2 separate regions of the Rattus norvegicus genome follow, and region 1 is linked to region 2. The links are chromatin contacts, called in public Hi-C maps. All regions are on one chromosome and are shown on one strand. Each heading gives the region's core, a stretch centred on a gene start, on an enhancer-like site or on the middle of the called end of the contact. The rest is flanking DNA. Distances are from core to core; before and after follow the strand shown.

The links. A called contact is a pair of places that touch in the nucleus more often than the background predicts.
Region 1: a Hi-C map of Schwann cells shows a contact between it and region 2, with 2.8 times the contacts expected there. The contact joins the enhancer-like site here to the promoter of Fermt2 in region 2. A contact is called at or near these places in 1 of 12 Hi-C or Micro-C datasets (Schwann cells) and 1 of 1 datasets of contacts at active chromatin or transcription factors (oligodendrocytes).

What each region holds. Positions count from the first base shown.
Region 1 is chr15:21,309,923-21,312,864 of GRCr8, reverse strand. Ddhd1 (DDHD domain containing 1) reads left to right here. Exons shown (of 12, transcript NM_001033066.2): 10 at 675-927; 11 at 1,748-1,939. It overlaps LOC108352894 (a long non-coding RNA gene), which reads right to left. Exons shown (of 4, transcript XR_010058119.1): 3 at 1-2,942. Among named protein-coding and RNA genes, the nearest start is that of Rps29-ps19, 34 kb to the right of the region's middle. Within about 2 kb of position 1,319, at least 22 of the 93 cell types and tissues checked have an H3K27ac peak or open chromatin away from gene starts, as enhancers often do. A contact at or near this core is called in Schwann cells, where this site is marked.
Region 2 is chr15:21,229,739-21,232,709 of GRCr8, reverse strand. It overlaps Fermt2 (FERM domain containing kindlin 2), which reads left to right and starts at 1,260. Exons shown (of 15, transcript NM_001011915.1): 1 at 1,260-1,344; 2 at 1,683-1,848. The coding sequence starts at 1,692. All of the region lies in intron 1 of Rps10l6 (ribosomal protein S10-like 6), which reads right to left.

The DNA of each region.
Region 1 (2,942 bases), core at 70-2,569, 80 kb before region 2:
TTGAACATCTCAAATTCATCTTTCTGTGTCTGGTGCTGGGATTCGAACCCAGAGTTTCACACGTCCTAGGCGGGCGTCTTGCCAAGCTGCTCTGCTTTATCCTAATGCTCTCGTAATGCCTTGTGCAGACCTGCATCAGCCAGGTTTTACAGACTTGCTCTCCTTTCCTCTAAGACAGCGCTGAGAGCTTTGTGACATAACAAATGGCCGTGGGTTGGTGACAGGTGAGAATCTGAACCACACCACTACTAACAGTTGACTTGCTAGATGCTTCCCTTCCTTGGCTTTCAAGTTAGACTCTTGCTGGAGTCACGTGTTTGAAATCAAGTGTAATAAGGTCTGGGCCGTCATCCACTTCAGCTTTGTGAGTCTGACAAAAGTCCTGTTAGATCATGTCAGAATTAGTAAAACAGTCTTTTTCTCTGAAAATGAGTTAGTAGACACTGGCAGTCAAAGCTAACTCAGTTTTTGTTATTTTTCTTTTGTTTTCATACTCTCATTATTAGGGACGTGTAATTAGACAGCCTCATATATTAACAGAAATGTTTTTCAAATAGCCATTTTTAAAATTCTTGCTCTAAGATTTTTATTCAACAGCTTTAGGGATAAACATTTTACTAAAATCCAGAAATTGTGAATTAATGTCATGTTTCTTTGCATTTTTAAAAATCTAGGCCTACAGATTAGAGCCATTGATTCTGAAACACTACAGCAACATTTCTCCAGTCCAGATCCACTGGTACAACACTTCGAACCCTCTACCTTATGAGCATATGAAGCCAAACTTTCTCAACCCAGCAAAAGAGCCTACCTCAGCTTCAGAGAGTGAGAACATCGCAGCTATCCCGAGCCCTGTAACCTCCCCAGTCTTATCTCGGCGCCACTATGGGGAATCCATAACTAACATTGGCAAAGCGAGCATACTGGGTACGTTGCTCATTCCTTACCTGTCACCCCTTCTGCATGAGCTTCCCTGCTGACTGAAGCAGATTCTCTGACATCCTCTGACTAGACTGATGGAAAAGAAAGGACATTCTGTTGCTCCTTACAGTCTTGGCTCTGTGACTTGCTGAGGGATCCTAAAACTGCTGTTTTATTGCTCTTCTGCATTCTGGGAGCATCAAGGACTCCGATGTCCTCTCAAAGTGAAATTCTTTAGTCCTTTTGCTTCCCTAGGCAATAGGGATATTCGTCTCTCCTCGAGTAACTTTCTGTGCCAGCATAGCACTTGAATTTGCCCTTTGTTTCTGACAGTGTCCTCTTTATAAGTGCCACAAGATGGCACTCTAAGTAGGCCTGAGCTATCAGACTTGCTTGCTAGTTGATGTCATGTGCAAAGGTTACTAGTGGCTTTTTATAGCATAAATTTAGTAAGACGTATACCCATTAATAGTAGGTAGAGTCCCCATGTCAACAGCATGGGTCTTTTGTTAAATATGTTTAATCTTGCCATATACTTCATTATAATGAAGATTGGGATAAAATAACACCTTGGTTGCCTTTGTTGTATATTCCTCTATCTGTAGTTTTAGAATTTATACTTCACTTCTTTTAAACATCATTCTTACTTGAAATCTACAGTAAAATTGGAGTATTTTTAGGTCCCCACCCTGGGGAAGAGTGAGTAGGGCTGAGTCCCTCTGCAGTCGGCTGTAATTCTGGGTGGTGCCCTCCAGGGTGCCGTGAGCAGAGTCAGCAGAGAGCTCAGTCAGCTGAGTGACCGACGGCCCTGTTTTGTGCCATGCAGGGGCTGCTAGCATTGGAAAGGGGCTTGGAGGAATGTTGTTCTCAAGGTTCGGACGGTCCTCCACACCACAGCCGTCGGAGCCATCTAAGGACTCAGCGGAAGAGGAGAAGAAGCCTGTCTCTTCACCCTCCACCACCACCGTGGCCACGCAGACCCTGCCGCACAGCAGCTCCGGCTTCCTCGACTCTGCATGTTAGTCCCACAGTCCTCTGCTTCAGCTCCCTGCTTTATCTCCAGCTCGGGAGGGATGGGGAGGGCGGGCAGAGCAGGAACCCTGTGATCCACACAGGTCTTAGGCATTTTAAAGAAAAGGTAATGTGTTTTAAGAATGTTTTCTAGGGGGGTTGGGGATTTAGCTCAGTGGTAGAGCGCTTGCCTAGCAAGCGCAAGGCCCTGGGTTCGGTCCCCAGCTCCGAAAAAGAAAAAAAAAAGAAAGAATGTTTTCTAGGCATAAGTAAATTAATTTTAAAAAAAGAATATTTTCCAGGCAAGTGTAGTTTTAGTGTCTGCATTGGCAAGTTGCTAGATTAGGACTCTCTGGCACAAGGGTCACAAGACGCTAGGGTAGGCCCCCTAGCTTCTACAAAGTACAATTTTATTAATACGTCTTTAAGTTTCGTGTCACTATTGATGTGTCCTCTCTCTGACAATCTGCTCTGTCCTGCAGCTAACCACACACTCCTATGCAGCTAACCACACTCTCCTATGCAGCTAACCATACTCTCCTATGCAGCTAACCACACTCTCCTATGCAGCTAACCACACACTCCTATGCAGCTAACCACACACTCCTATGCAGCTAACCACACTCTCCTATGCAGCTAACCACACACTCCTATGCAGCTAACCACACTCTCCTATGCAGCTTTATAAGCCCTCCAAGGCAAGGCATTCTATTGGGTCCCACTCTGTCTTCTGTTCCTGCCCTGGTTACCAATGGATAACAGGGGGTTCTATGAGTAGGTACAGGAAGCATTAAGGTGGACTTTTTTCCCAGTAGACTTTAATTTTTTTAAAATTAAACTGTACATAACTGTAAAACACTGGTTTGTCTGTGAACTTTTAAGTGTCCAGTAATAGCACTGACACTTTGTGTCTTCCCATCTATGGTAAGGAGAGACAAATGCTAAAGTACCCACTCCCTTTGTGAAGCTGACAAGAGAGGGACTCCTCCAACCCTTTTAACAGACTCCAT
Region 2 (2,971 bases), core at 11-2,510:
TAGCTAGCGTTAGATGAGTGGTTTCCCTTTTTTTTCCACTCCCAAACCTCTGGCATTTGACTAAGTTTTTCTGCTTTCACTCCCTTACGGGTGTCCACTCCTTTCTGGCGACTGTGCTTTTTCTTTCGATGTTGTATGGATGAACAAAGGGTTGTTTGCGCGGTAGATTTCCCCTTTGAAGCGTGTAGGGCAGTTCAAGAAGTCCAAGACACTTTTTAAAAGCCTGGATCTTTTACAGTGTCTTATCTGACTCTCCCTGACTTGCTGATTCTGAACAGTTCCTTTCAACAGAGTGTAATAGTTAAAGGGAACGTGGAAGTGGGCTGTCGGAGATCGTTCTCTATCACTAGTCAAAGTCTATAACAGGTAAAAGTTCTGTCCTCTGAACACCGGTTCAGAGCTACTTAAATGTCTTCGAGGTGTGTCGGAGGGTGAGGAAGAGAATGTGCGTGCAACCAGAACACTGAGTCCTCTAAGTTGTGGAGGAAAAGTCCCAAATACGCGCAAACAGTTGGCGAGGGTGGAGAAGCGGTCTCGGGTAAGCCACTGCCCGGGGAGGGGGTGGGGGGTGGTCCCCCTTTTCCAGCAGGAGCGCATGGGCCACCCTCTTGGGTCTGGCAGGCATTTGTGTCCGAGGGATTTGTAATGCTCGCCATCTCTCGGGGTCCCGCAGGAGCTGCGGATTGGAGGGGGACCCTGCTTGCCAGGCAACTTTTGTGGCTCATCGCTCCTCTGTCCTTTCTCCTACTCTTGTGGGATGTTCAAGGCAGACATCGTAAAGTTTCTGCATCCCAACTTCTCTCCCTAGCTCCCCGGCGCGGTGCCTTCGCGCCCGGGTTCCACGCACAGGTCCCGGGGTCTGGGAACTTGGCGAGGCTGCTTCTCACGCACGAACCCGGGACCCCGCTGCAGGCGCCGCCTCGGCCCCGCGCGCGCCCCCGCCCCCCTCCCCAGCTCCGCAGCCGAGAGCCCGGATGTTGGATTCCATCCCTGCGCCTGGTCCTTCATTTCCATAAAAGGGCAGCGCTCCGCAGGGCCGAGATTGCGGCCGCCGCCTCCCCCCGCGGCGCTCCCCCGAGGCGCGCGCCGCCCGGGCCCCACCAGAGCGCGCGCGGCCCCCGCGGGAGCGCGGCGGGAGGAGAGCCGGAGAGGAGGGGGCGGAGGCCGGCTGCGGGCGGTACTGCGGGGCGGGGGCCGGGGCCGGGGCGGGGAGAGGGGGTGGGGCGGGGGCCGCGGCGCCGGGACTCCATTAGCCGCAGCGGGAGCCTTCGCTTCCCTCAGAAGCAGCGACGCGGGCGCCGCCGGCCTCGCCTGTTGCCGCGGGAGCCGGGCGGGAGGAGCACGGTGAGGGGCGCAGCGGGAGAACAGAGCGCGGGGAGGACGCGGCGGAGCGGAGCGGAGCGCGGGCCAGCGCAGCGCGGTCACCCGGGCCGGGTGGGGAGGCGCGGAGCGGGCCGGGCGCAGCGGCGGCAGGTGAAGGCGCCCGAGTCCGCTAGGCGGGTGCGGCGGGCGGAGGCCGCGGTCTGGGTGCCGAGGCGCCCGCAACCGGGCCCTCGGGGGTGCGCGCTTAGCCGCGGCTCCTCCGCCTTCTCCCTTGCTGCGGCCGGCGCCGTGGACTCGGTGGGGTTTGTCTTCCTTTGGGGGAGTGACGCTGACGAGAGCCATTTCCTCCGCGCTCGCAGGAAGGAGCCATGGCTCTGGACGGGATAAGGATGCCAGATGGCTGCTACGCGGACGGGACGTGGGAACTGAGCGTCCATGTCACCGACCTGAACCGTGATGTCACCCTCAGAGTGACCGGGGAGGTGCACATCGGAGGGGTGATGCTGAAGTTGGTGGAAAAACTCGGTGAGTAGCACCCCTGATGCCTCCAATGAAGACTTCCCAGAATGAGAGGAGGGGGTGGGGAGGAAAGACGGCGGGGGGAGGGGTGGGATTGGGAGATCCTAGCACCCGGCGTGTGCTGCGCTTAAAATGCGAAATTTGTTGCTATCGGGGCGCATAGACTCGCTCCCCTCCGCGTCCTGTTTGTTATTTTGATTTTTACATAAGGTAGTGATTCGAGCCTACTAAATAGTTAACTGCGGATTCCCGGGACGACTTGTTGAAAGCAACGAGGAGGAGAGTATGCAGGTGAAAGTTGTGAATGTGGTATTACGGGTCTGTAGGTGTTAACGCCTCATACCCTCATTGAACCTGGGTGTGGATGACGCTGTTTATTGGGGAGAGTGTGCACTGGCGTCGGTCGGTATGAAGTTTCTGTAGCTGTACTACGTGATGGAGTGCCCTGAAATGTTCCACTCTGAGCTCTTGCGAGGGGTGGGGCAGTGCTTCACAAACTTGGTATCTGTATTCTGAGTTGGAAGTGAGCTATTTCGAGCATTAAGAAGCCAATGAAAGAACTTCGTTTTTTTGGTGGTTCTTTTTTTCTTTTTTTTTTTCTTTTCAAGCAGACACTAAACTGAGTTGAAGTTGACAGTATTTATTTGAGTACACATGGATACTGGATTGATTCTGCCTCGATTGTAAGCCAGGGCTGTCACCCAGGATATTTGAGAAAATGGCACTACCCATTTTGTGATAAGGCAAACCGTTTTCACCTGGCAGAAGGACCGGACTAGATAAGATGATGATTTTATCGGGAGAGCTTTTATCTGAGGAACAGCTTTCAGACCTGCAAAGTGCTTGCTGCTGTGGGATAATGAAGTGATAAGGTGTTTTGTGTGGGGATGTCTTTTTGGCGGGGTTAGTTGGTTTTAATCAGTATTCATGCTTCAGGCCATCCTGGAAAAGTAAGGAATATTCGTCTCTCAGAAAATATATTTCTTATCAAGGAGGAAGGGGAACTGCCTATTTACCATATAAACTTAAATGAAATAGCCTGATACAATTTGGGAATTAGGCTGATTTCATTTATTAGGTGAATCTACTTAATGCCCCTGCAGGGAATTTAATTATTGGAGGTCTAAAG